3 separate regions of the Zea mays genome follow, and all the other regions are linked to region 2. The links are chromatin contacts, called in public Hi-C maps. All regions are on one chromosome and are shown on one strand. The core of a region is the stretch at or near the end of the contact, and the rest is flanking DNA. Distances in the headings are between cores, read along the strand shown.

Region 1 (4,090 bases), core at 915-3,414, 340 kb after region 2:
GGGTGACAAGAATTATGACACCACTCTAATGTATTGTGTGCATCAGATAAATAATATGCGATGGATTGAACCATTCTGATTTGTATCACAAAATTATAAAGCAAAAATGGTGAGAATGATCTCTACCACCAGCTCTAACAGGTGGTGTGTCCTTCCATCTTCAAACCAGTGGGAAAATGTCTTATCTACCCGTTTATATGTTCATTGTGCATTGGATTACTAGCTGATAATTCTAAATATTTACATCACTGGTTCAGTGTATGATATGGTGGCAAAGACTGACACTGTCTATAACACCAGATCATACATCGGGCCAGCGGTGAAAGTGTTTAACATTGTCGTAAGGCACCTTTCTAGGACCCCACAAACTATGAACTGCGGGTGATGCGTATCACTACCGGTTGTGACATAACTAATGATGAAAGTCTAACTAGAATAAAACTTCCTATAGTAGTGTTGCTTGCCTTATGTAGGTCGACTAGTTGAGTAGTAGCTATTTTCAACTAGTTTTAGTGCTCTAGGACTTAGCTTGTTATTTGCGGTCACTAGAGTTGTGCAGGATCTTACTTGTTTGGCTTTGTAGTTGCTTAGTTTTGCTTTTGAGTAGGGTGTTCTTGATAGATCAGAATTGAGTATTGTTTACTTAGGCCATCTTTATGTCTAACAAGTTTATTAGTGTTGTGGCTTGTAGAATTTTTAAAAGGCTATTCACACCTCTAGCTATCCAATCAATCCTTTTGATGTCTTTCTTTGATACTGCTAAAGAAGAAATGGTTGTAATGCAACAAAATGTCAATGAGTGTTATTGTCACTGAAAACAAAGGAAAAACTTAGATTGTGGTCCAGAAAAAGAATAAAGTCAATCTCGACGGTGTTTGCATAAAAACGCATTTGATTAATTAGTTGTTCCCCAACTCTTGATCTAAAATTCCATGATGACAACATCAAAAGGAAACATTTGAGTAATATCTAGGTGGCCCTTTCCCATTTAAAAACGACAAGAGAACTTCTACAGTTTTAATGGATGAAAAGATGATGAGTTTTGAGAGAGAAAATCCTTGGCTTTACTTACTATATTATATCAATATTTTGCTTTGCACCACCATACCCTATAAGTCTGGTTAAGTCTTAATTCAGAACTTTATGACATGTAATTCAAAATTTTGCAAACAATATCCACATTTATATTACCCCATAGATATATCATTAATGAGCTATAGCTCCCATATATACCTTTCTTCATCCACATATGGCCACATGGCAATCGTTAGGGCCAAACCGACAAAATACAACTTTTGCTAAAATAAATAGGAGCGACTAGCCGCTCTATCTTATATAATAGTGTTATACATAAGGCGGGCACGAATATTTTACAAATACGTTGCGGTTTTATCAAGTAACCGCAAATCAATTGTCGTTCCACGCCTCTCATCCGTACCGATGGATGACGTTTCCCCATATGTAGGCTTAACGGTCGCTTTTTCCTTTAAATTCGCCGAATCTACGTGTTGTCGTGACATGAAAAAACTGAATTTCGCGCCAAATAGAGCCCGTTGCATGTGCTCCCACTTGCGCGGGATCCGGGGAAGAGTCGGAACCATTTGGGTCTTTGGTATGTAGCTTTTCCCTGCATTTGCAAGAGATTGTTTACACGACTCAAATGCATCAAGATTACATTTCACATGCAGTGTTTTTTTTCTCCCCAAGCCATTGGATCAACAACCCTTGCAATGGTAGTATTGGTACCTCACTCTGGGGGTGCAAACTGTGTGTCCAAGAACAGGATGCACAAAATCTGCTTCTGCTCCCACGCGCTATTGGATCGACAGTATATCCATATTGCATCTATATATCCATCCACAGTAATAAAAACCAGCCGGTCCAAGACATCTGTAGCAGTGCTGACAAGTGGGGCCCATCCCGCTCCTGCGCTTACCACGCTGCACTCGTATGGTAGGCGCAGTGATGTGGAGTGGTGACAAGGAGCCACCTCAACTCCCCTTGTCCTCTACCGCACGAATATTGATGGAGAGTTGGAAGGTCACCCAGAGCCCTGGACGCTGACCGTTGGATGCGGCGAGGATGGACGGCAGTGGCCGCGCGGGCCCGCTATATAACTTCCTCCCCGGATCGGCCCACACTCCTAACTTGCAAGCCCGGTGCCCAGTGGCCCTTTCTTCTCCCTTCCCCGCTGCTTCTTCCTCCTGTCCACATTCTTCTCTCCCCAGCAGAGAAATTCTAGCTGGGGGGCCTCTCTGCAATTCCCCCTCGCTCGCCATTGTCCGTAACCTCGACCAAGACGCGAGCCGGGAATGGAGTCCGGGAGCTCGGTGCGTTTCGGCCACCAGGACGTGACGGCTGCTGGCGGCGTGCACGCAGGTAACGCCGGCGCTGCTTCTTCTCATCAGCAGGTGATCCCGGGCACGGGCATGACGATGCCCGCCGGCATGGCCTCCCTCCTGGTCGGCCGCCTCGGGATGCAGGCGCCGCCTGGCATGGTGCTGCCCGGAGGAGCCCTGGCGGCGGCGTCCGCCGGGTACGGCGGCATCATGTCCAGCGCCCTGCGCGCCGCCTGGAGCGGGGCTCAGCAGCAGCTGCCGCCCCACGCGGGCGGTGGCATCGGCGGGCATAGGGCGCAGCACCACAAGGGCCCCTGGACCGAGGCGGAGGACGTGTGAGTACTTGCTCCCCTGAGTTCTCATTCTTCTGCTCCTTTTTTTTTCTCGTTCCCTTTTGTTTCGATTCGGTGCAAGTAAGGAGAGTGTTTGGTCGTGGCTGCTGAACGTGTGCCGGCGGCCGGCCGCGCGCTTGCTCGATCCGTGGTTGCTCGCTTTGCAGAGTCCTCAGGGAGATGGTGATGAAGCACGGCGACCGGAAGTGGGCGGTGATAGCGCAGTCGCTCCCCGGCAGGGTGGGCAAGCAGTGCCGCGAGAGATGGACCAACCACCTGCGCCCCGACCTCAAGGTGCGTATTCTCTTTTTTCGATCGATCCATCTTCTCATTCGATCTCTCAGATCTTGATGCGTGGATGGAAGCTTTGAATTCGATCTGTGTGCAGTGTAGTGTAGCTGTGGCTTGGGGGAGCGATATCCCCTCGCTCTCCCCACACATGATTCGCGAGGGGGGGGATTTTTCTTTGCCTTTAATTCCTACGTAAACAAATCCTGCTAAATTTTGGTCTAGATTCGAAAGTGGGGGCATTAACTCGGTAAGAATTAGTGGGAGTTGCATGTGTTTTTACTCTGCCCACTAACTGTGGCAATATAATTAGCCACGGCCGGATTGATTGCCGTGGAGAATATTATTCATTTTTTCTAGCTTATCTGTGGTTATATATGTATGCGCATATACATGCCAAGTTTGTGACCACCGATGGGGCATTCTGATCGTCGATTAACCAACCTAGTGTGCTTTATTTGGATCTTTTGAGCTGCTGCTGCGCACCGTTTGCTTGCTTTTCTTCTCTGACATGCAATGCAACAAAAATAATTAACAGAAGAGCGTGTGGACTGAAGAAGACGACATGGCGCTGATCAAGGCGCACAAGCGGTGCGGCAACCACTGGTCGACCATCGCCACGTTCCTGCCCGGGCGTTCCGAGAACGCCGTGAAGAACCACTGGAACGCCACCAAGCGGAGCCTCAAGGCCAAGCGCCGGCTGAAGAAGAAGAGCAACGCGCAGCAGGTGCCGGCCGGGCAGTGGTCCGTCCTGGAGGAGTACATCCGCAGCCTGTACCCTGACCTCGCCGACGGCGCCGGCGCCGACCAGACCCCGCCGGCGGCCGAGGACTCCCCCCCGTCGTCCTACAACCTCGGGTCGTACTCGTACGGCGAGGTGATCAGCAGCCCAGCGTCCGCCGCCGCGCCGCCCGGCAGCTTTGACCAGATGACCGCCATGGGGCTGTACCTGGGCGCGTCGTCGTCGTCGCCCGCGCCGGCCGAGCTGCAGGGGGGCATGAGCTCCGACATCGTGGCGCCGTTCCTGCACCTGGACCTCAACGCCTACTACGGCGGCGCGCCGGCGGCGACGATGCGGCTTATGGCTCCGATGGGGGGAATGGCGGCGCCTGTGCCGCAGATGATGGAGCA
Region 2 (4,146 bases), core at 1,125-3,624:
GAAGATGGTTACTGGTGAAGTATGAACCCAAACAAACCAAAAATCAAAGCGTAGATTAGTAAACCCGAGAGATATGGAGTTTAGTTGGGGTTTTCTTAAAACGAACCCAAATGAGAATCAACTCGGATCATGACCAAGAACAGCACCATGAGGGCGTATGTTGTGATCCAAAGAGTCTATATCCACACAAGTCAATCCCCAACATCACCGATGTCACAAGAACTCGAAGGCTCTCCACAAATCCACAAGAGAAGGGGAAGGGAGAAACCAAGAACACAAAACTTCATAATTTCAGCTAGGATACAAAACTGAGATTGAGAAGTGACAAAACCTATGGGCCGTACCGGTGATCCTTCCTCAGATTAAACTTGAAGATCACAAACACAGTCGAAGTACAAAATCACTATGGATCCTTGGCTAAAAACTAGAGTCGTCTAGAGATGGGAAATATGAGTGCTAAAACCCTAAGCCAAAACAAATGACAGCAAAGTCATACTAGACTAACCAGCCATTTCCTCTATTTATAGAGGGTTATTTTTATTTCCTAAACTAGCCCTATTTACATAGAGTCTATGCACTCCATTGGGTGCGAAATAGACCATCTCCTAAGTTTTTGATCTAACGGCCACACACTCTACACGAAGTTGCTTCGCCTCGATGCACCCTTCACTGTGATGTCATGTGCCCTCACTGATTCTCTCTTGAACCGTCGCCGCCGAGTTTTGAGGCCCAAACCCAGCAAAACCCACCATCCGTAGCGCAGGGTGGTTTTGAGGCTCAAACACCAAACCACCGTGAGTATCGCACCGCGTGCACGTCCTCCACAACCAGACGCATGTCCCACCAGTCCTCGACCACGTCCTCGTGCGAGTGTTAGCCACCACGGTTGGTTACCCGTTTGCTCCGGCCCGTCAGCCAAGACCCAACGCTCGTCCTTCACCGCTCCCAGTCCATCAGCACGAGCCCGCATGACCTTCACCTTAGCCGCCGACCACCGTATCTATGCTCCACATCTACACACCACAAGCGGACCGACATGGTTGCACATACATAATCTCACACTCTGGTCAGTCCACTGACTACCCCAGAGTGCTATCCGTTGATAATCACTCATCATCAATCCAAACCACAAGGGAGAAGTCAACCTTATGTTCGCACAAAAGCAAGTGTAAATAGGAGTTTCAAATATCACTTGCATCCAACACAAACCAATAAGTTGTATAACCTATTTCCTGTTGGTTTATCGTATTCATCAAATCAGCAACCATCAAGGACATGGTCACAAATTAATTTGACAAATATGGCTACAATATAGAAGCAAATCCATATCCCAAATGTGATGGCTACAGTATAGAAGCAAATACAGACATGGTTGTGCTTACCTTGTGCGTGTAGCACGATAGCCCAGTTCCTCGGATGCTCTTCGCTGAGGCAATATAGTGCTGCGAGAACTAGTGATGGGTGGGTGGAGGAGAAGTGGTGATGAGAATGGCTAACGACGGAGAACTGCTGATGGGAGCGGCCGACGACGGAGAACTGTGGGGGCAGTTGGCGGTAGACAACTAGTGATGGAGGCAGGCGGGTGGAACAAGAGTTGGGTGGACCGGGAAAAATGTCGATGTGATAGATGGGACCGACGACGATTATTTTAGGGCAACCAAAATATTCCCTGTTTGTAGATACAGATGATGGAGATTTGAGGGATATAAAAAAAGATGGAAGAGGTTCAAAGGATCCGTTGGAGGTTTCATTATTCACTTTTTCCTTAAATTTCTGTTTAAGGAGGATTTTAAGGGACTTTTAGAGATGCTCTAACCAGCTAAAAAATATTATTTCACACGTTCATGTCATTATCTCACGAAACATGTGTACGCAAACGTGCAGTAAGCAACTCCGACAAGGCGACAAGATGAAACATGTTGTCATTGACATGATGAGCTAGTTTTACGAGCTTAAACAAACAGATAGATAGATATATGCTCGAAAAGCTTGTTTTAGGTAGGCACGTCACCAGCTGACCTTCTTTACAACGCCCCCCCTTTTTGTATCTCCTTCAATTATTTCGTGGATTAGAATTAGAGGCTTGAGAGAACCGGCTACCTAGCTACTTTGCCGGCACTTTGAGTGGAATGGACACGATTACAGGCTGCTAGCTGGCACATCGGTATACACAGAGCACGCACGTGTGCGCCATGAAATCAATCCCATGGAAAGGAAGAGCAGGCATTGCAATGCAGTGTCGGCAGGAGGGCCATGCAGAGAGATGAACCCGAAACGATGCAATGCAATGAATGATTAATCGTTTCTCAATTGAAGGAATCCATGGTGAATTCAATCTACATAGAGAGAACTGCAACTGCCTAGCTACTTCCTCCATCCCAAACTATAATCGAAGCTTCGTCGTCGGGTGCGCGCGCGCGGCCACACCCACACCCATGCCCAGGTGATCCATTCCAGCGGAGCATAGCATAGCATTCGGCGCTTCCTGCGACCTTCGTGTCGGGTCGTCTCTCGTCTGCTGTCTGTCCCACCCGCACCCGCCGATCCAGATTCCGTACCGTACGCTAGCTAGCTGTCCGGCGCAGCCCGAGCGTGCCACGTCGTGCGTCCGGGGGGAGCGATAGCATGCTCCCGGCCTCGAGGTAGGATGGAGGACGCGTCCTATAAAAAGCAGCAGTCGCAGTCTCACTCTCACACATCACGAGCTTTCTCGAGCTCCACCGGCAGCCAAGCTACGTGTTCCCACCCTAGTCTACTCTAGCGGCCCTTGTCCTGCTGCTTGCCTTGCTTGCGCCTGTGATACTGAGCGGGAGATGGAAGCGTACGCGGCAATGGCGTCGCCGCCCACGAAAGGCATGGGCGTGGACAAGCTCAGCTACGAGATCTTCTCCCTGCTCGAGAGAACGTTCCTCCTCGGCCCCGGCACGCCTCCCCGGGCGCTTCTGGACGGCGGGCGCGTGCGGGTACTGGCGATCGACGGCTGCGGCGCGGGCGCCGAGGACGCGCTCCTGGCCGCCGCCGCGCTCGCGCGGCTCGAGGCCGGGCTGCGCGACCGCACCGGCGACCCGGACGCGCGCGTGGCCGACTTCTTCGACCTCGCGGCTGGCGCCGGCGCGGGCGGAGTGCTCGCCGCGATGCTGTTCCTGAGGGGCGCCGACGGCCGGCCGCGGTACACGGCCAACGAGGCGCTCGCGTTCGTGGCCGGGAGCATCGGCGGGAAGGGCTGGGGAGGCCGCCGGCGCGGGCCGTGGGCGAAGCTGTTCCGCGGCGCCGCCCGCGGCGGGGACCGGTCGTTCTTCCGCAGCGCGTTCGGAGACGCGACGCTCAGGGACACCGTGGCGCCGCTCCTCGTGCCGTGCCACGACCTCGCCACGGCCGCGCCGTTCGTCTTCTCCCGCGCCGACGCCGTCGAGAGCGACAGCTTCGACTTCCGACTCCGCGACGTGTGTGCCGCCACCTGCGCCGCGGGTGGCGCGCTCGCGAGCGTGAGGTCGGTCGATGGCGCCACGGCCATCGCCGCGGCGTCCGGGGGAGTGGCGGCCATGGGCAACCCGGCCGCGGCGGCCATCACGCACGTGCTCCACAACAAGCAGGAGTTCCCCCTCGCCACCGGCGTCCAAGACCTCCTCGTGCTCTCCATCGGCGCCGGTGCCTCGGCCACCGTCTGCGACGGGTCCAGCACGCCCATGCCCGCGCGTTCTCCGTCGCCGCGGGAGCTGGCGCGCGTCACCGCCGAGGGCGTCGCGGATATGGTGGACGAGTCGGTGGCCATGGCGTTCGGAGACGCGTGTGGATGCAAGTACGTGCGCATCCAGGCCCGCAAGGCGCCGGCGCCGCTCCACGCGGCAGCGGGAGCGATGCTTGCGCAGCGCAGCGTGGAGTCGGTGCTGTTCCGGGGGCGAAGGCTGTCGGAGCGGACCAACGCGGAGAAGGTGGACGCGCTCGCCGCGGAGCTTGTTAAGGAGCAGGAGCGGCGGCGGCACAGCCCGCTTCCGAACGTAGCCATAAAGCAGGTGGCCACGCCGCGGCTGTCGTCGGCGACCACGACGTCGTCAGGCACCGCGACGGCAAGGACCGCATCGACGATGCCGTCGCCGGCGTCGTGGGATTCTCGTCGATAGTTGAGTTAATTAGGGCATGTACAAT
Region 3 (4,364 bases), core at 1,771-4,270, 260 kb before region 2:
GAGGATGGCGATGGGCCGCCTAACCACCCCGGACCCGGTCGCCGCCGCGTGCGCTGGCGTCGGTCGTGTCGCCAAACTCGCCGCGTTTTGGCAGAGGATTCTCGCGTCCGCGGACCGCGGCGCTGTCGAAGTCGAAGGGTGTACGTGGGCGGTGGATGATGTCAGCGATCCGGCTTGGATCGGAGGAATGGATGGGAAGCCTTTTGTAGTTGGTTCGTTCCAACCATGACATGGAATTCGCTACGTGTCGCTATGCAACTGCACGCCGTGCCCCACTCCCAAGTGGCATGATTTTTCTAAAAAAAATAAAATGGCCATAAACGCTTGACTTGGATGGGGAAAATTCGTTCAAGGACACTCCTTAACTTACCATTTATAAAATATCACTCACTAGTAAATTATCTAAAAAACAGCCATCGCTAATGCCATTGTTTTCTCCATCTCAATATATCTCAATATATAAGATGTAACCACCTCTAATTTAAATACTAAAAAATTAATTAAATTTTCTCTATCAACACTAATATCAACACTAAGTACTACTGTATCGATCTACGTATTTTTTACGTAGCATGTTTTATATTATTGGGCAAGATTACATTTTATATGCCGGCACCGAAAGGAGTACTAGCACTTTGTCTATTTGATCATGTTTCTTTTTTGTTTTTAATATTAAATGAACTTAAAAAATGGCAAGAGGTCCGTGGCCGTGAGACAGAGGTCGGAGCGGCCTGTGGTTATGGGGTAGCACGCGCCGCTACGCGTGCGCGCGCATAGTAGGGCGCATAGCTGAGCGGCTGTCCGGTTTGTACGCGGCAGCTGCAGCGCAGGCAGCCAGGCACCAGTCGTCCAGTCTACGGAGCCTCGGCGTGGCACGCGAGGCGGCAGAGGATGCGGGCAGCGGCAGGGGCGCAGCGCACTGGGCATGCGCAGACATGCCGCGTCTTGTCGATGGCAGATCTTCCTCCGTTTTGTCTGCCGTGCCGAGCCAGCTTTCACTGTTCAATCGCATTGAGTGGTGTCTCTATCCTGTGTTAAATATTTAAGACATGTTTGGTACATGCTCTAAGCAGCCACAGCCTGCCACATTTCAACCACCGCAAGTCAGGCGCGGTGTGGCGGCTCTTAGATCTCAATTAAAGCAAACATTAGTTAGTTATTATATACTTTAATATGTAAGGGCATCTATAACTAGTGTTTGGATCAATTTTCAAAGAACAAGATATACTTGATAAATTACATGATACAGCAATAATTCTTTAGATAATAAATAGTCAAAACATAGTAGGTATAGTGTGGTATAAATATGGACTCTTTGCTAAGAATTTGTCTCTTGTTTTTTTTAAAAAAATAGCGTTCAAATATATGATGTGACACGAGTGAAGTTTATTAAACTTGCACCTCCATTGTCCCTGCTCCCTCTCTCTCTCATCTTTACTTGCCATGTTCCCCTTGGGTAGTTGGGTGGGCACGCCAGCGGGCAACCGGGCTCTGGCCCTCTGGGCATGCATCACGAGGTTGCACGCGGTGCCGCAGAGACCAGGACCGGTGCTAGGATCCGCCGGTCGATCCGCCGGTCGGGAATAAATCCGGGAGCGGCGCCGGCTCTTGGCAGCGCGCGGGGCACGCGGCGGAGCTGGGCAACCTGGTGGCCCGGGCCAGCGGCGCAACAACGCGCGCCGCTCGCTTCTTTCACCATTTGGGAGTCTGCGGCGCGGGCGGCGATGATAGGCGGCATCACGCGGCGGATTCGACGTGCACGCGGGACGCCGCTGACGAGGGAGCCTGTCACTGCACGACGTCTGTACCTTATTATAACTAAGATTGTGTGTTCCCGTTTTTCTCGTACTGTGACTGTCCAGTGCATGCATGCACTGGGCGTTCCGATATAGTCCTACAAGGCTACAAGATGCAGGGCGCGGCGGGATAGGATAAGATAGCCCGCAGCACGTACTGTCAAAGTAGATGCTGGGACGGTCTGACCATGACGGCACATTCGCGGCGTGCCTCTGCAATGTCTGCATGCCCTCTACTGCACACGTACGTACTACTACTCTACGCTAGTGGTACATGCTCCTTGCTGCAGCGAGCAGTGCCATGCATGCCTAGCACGACTGGACGAGTTGCCGTAGTACTGTACGTACGTGCAGCGCTGCTGTGCCGCTGCCGCAAGGGTGCGTGCTGCGGTGCCGGTGCTGTCTGCTGCTGCTGTGCCATCAATATGCTTTTTGCACTTTTTCGCAGTTTGACCTATGATGTGATGTGACCAGCGCGCGGCCACGCCCGTGAGGCCGTAAAAATCCGCCGCTGCGAACCAAACGCTTGATATGTATGTCCCTGTGGGGCCGGCTGTGCGTGGCGAGTGGCGACCTCGCTGCCACTCACTCAGCTGCTGCTAAAGTTTGGATCAAAAATCAATGTTAATGAGAAGCTATATTTATGCTTTTATAAAAAAAATATAATTACCATATACATATAAAAAGAGAAAGTAAAAAATAACTAGAGTTAGATGATATACCATTCCTAAATACAGGCTTCCAAATTATGAACCCGAAATGTTGGCAAGCCATGATTTTTAGCTGCTATCTGTTTTCCTACCAAATTTTGTGAACCTCGCATATTTAACCTGTTCAATTCACGGTAATTAATTTTTTTTTGGCCTTATCAAATCTTCGACATGACAAAATTTCTGATCCTCTTGGCTTGAGTTAACCGTGGAGCCGTGGCGTTGATACGCTAATGTACTTTTGCTTCATGATGTTATGCTTCACCGGTTTTAACAATAGGGTCAATCATAAATATGTCACTCAATAGCTACTGTATTGAGCAACACCTATGGCGATGATACACGTGCGTACATGTATTGAGCGCCTTTGTTGTAATGTAATTCACAAAAAAAAAAATAAGAGCCTATTTATTTCCCTGTCCGATCAATGTTTACGATGGATCACTTTACAGGTCTAGCGGCTGGTTGTCTGATGGGCCCCTATTCAGGAACACCAATCCGTTTCGGCCCCAAAAATAAATGCGGCACCCCGAGGGTCCAACTGACGCTCCGGCTACCCAATCACCACCTGGAAAGGTCAAATCGCTAGCAGGCCGCAGCGCTTCGACTCGGATTCGGATCCGGAGGAGAAATTTCGACGCCACAGATTCGCATTTTCCAGATTTGACACCTTGGCCCATATATCATTCGGTGAAGGCGTGAAGCCATGGAGAAGCCGCTACCGTAGCCCGCCCCCTCGACAGCCACGGTTCAGGTTCAGGTCAAGCGTTGACTCCGATGACGTCGCCTCCATCAGGCAGACCCAGCACCTCATGCGAGCTCGCCCACTCCCCTTCCTCCTTCCATGGTTCCACCCCCAAGGCCCCAATCCCGTCGAGCGCTGAGGTGTTAAAGTGTTCTGATTCATCAGTGCTACTGCTGCGGCTTTCGGTTGCTGTGCATATCGCACTAATTGAGACATGCCTATAGTAAATTAGGTGCCGTTTGGTTCACATATTTGTAACGTAATGGGTAACTGATAACGTTAAATCATGTTTGTTTTAGTATAACCGTAATTAGATACCACACTAAAATTTGATACCAGCCTATTCAAATTTGTTACCGCCAGTAATCGAGCGTAAACCATTACCATTACCATTTGCGTTACATTTCTTGAACCAAACAACACCTTAGTTTTGTTGCTTCCATGCAAGTTGATGATTAATCATTTAAACTCTAAAGTATGTGCTGACATGTGGTGCCCTTATTACGTTTTGTCTTTTGTTTCTATGTGAATATTTTCTAGTTGTTCACTTAAATTTTGAGAAAATTATCATAAAGATCATTAATATCATCATTATCATCATCTATATCATTTAAATCGGTTATAATTTTTACCTTAGCATCACCTTTTGCCATGAGACAATGAAGAGATGAGAAAAGTGAGGGAGCCTCCTTGATAGCGATTCCGACATTTAGTTTGGATGAAGAATCATCATCATCGTCATCCGAGCTCGCATCCGAATCCCGTTCAACTATATAGGCGGTGTCATCCTTCTTCTTGTGATAGAACTTATTCTTTTTATCATCTCCATCCTTGCACTTGTTCTTCTTGCTTGGACAATTCATGGCAATGTGTCCGGGTTTGTGGGGGACGGATATCCCCCGGGTCCACCGGAAGAGTAAAAGACCTCGCAAAAGGCTCGTGGGCCTAATAATTCGCAAGGTCGTTCCTTCGTGGGCCTAGGGAGGAACGTCTAATGTAGCAGATCAACACAAACCCAGACGGCCCGACGAGTTTCTATTGCGACCGCAACAGAGACCCGACCTTCCCGCGCAAGGACCTCATACATCAGAACAGAGCGGGGATAGGTCGGCT

What was found. A called contact is a pair of places that touch in the nucleus more often than the background predicts.
Region 1: a contact with region 2 is called in a Hi-C map of ear, with 1.8 times the contacts expected there. The contact joins the promoter of LOC100193638 here to the promoter of LOC103643703 in region 2. A contact is called at or near these places in 3 of 25 Hi-C or Micro-C datasets (ear, endosperm and tassel).
Region 3: a Hi-C map of tassel shows a contact between it and region 2, with 3 times the contacts expected there. The contact joins the enhancer-like site here to the promoter of LOC103643703 in region 2. A contact is called at or near these places in 2 of 25 Hi-C or Micro-C datasets (ear and tassel).

Annotation. Positions count from the first base shown.
Region 1 is chr1:258,507,033-258,511,122 of Zm-B73-REFERENCE-NAM-5.0, forward strand. LOC100193638 (MYB-type transcription factor) reads left to right here and starts at 2,165. Exons shown (of 3, transcript NM_001138737.1): 1 at 2,165-2,674; 2 at 2,839-2,965; 3 at 3,498-4,090. The coding sequence starts at 2,313.
Region 2 is chr1:258,171,063-258,175,208 of Zm-B73-REFERENCE-NAM-5.0, forward strand. It overlaps LOC103643703 (patatin-like protein 3), which reads left to right and starts at 2,375. Exons shown (of 1, transcript XM_020546829.3): 1 at 2,375-4,146. The coding sequence starts at 2,814. The coding sequence ends at 4,121.
Region 3 is chr1:257,913,486-257,917,849 of Zm-B73-REFERENCE-NAM-5.0, forward strand. No RefSeq gene overlaps it. Among protein-coding and RNA genes, the nearest start is that of LOC100192557, 8.2 kb to the left of the region's middle. Within about 2 kb of position 3,021, at least 19 of the 20 cell types and tissues checked have an H3K27ac peak or open chromatin away from gene starts, as enhancers often do. A contact at or near this core is called in ear and tassel, where this site is marked.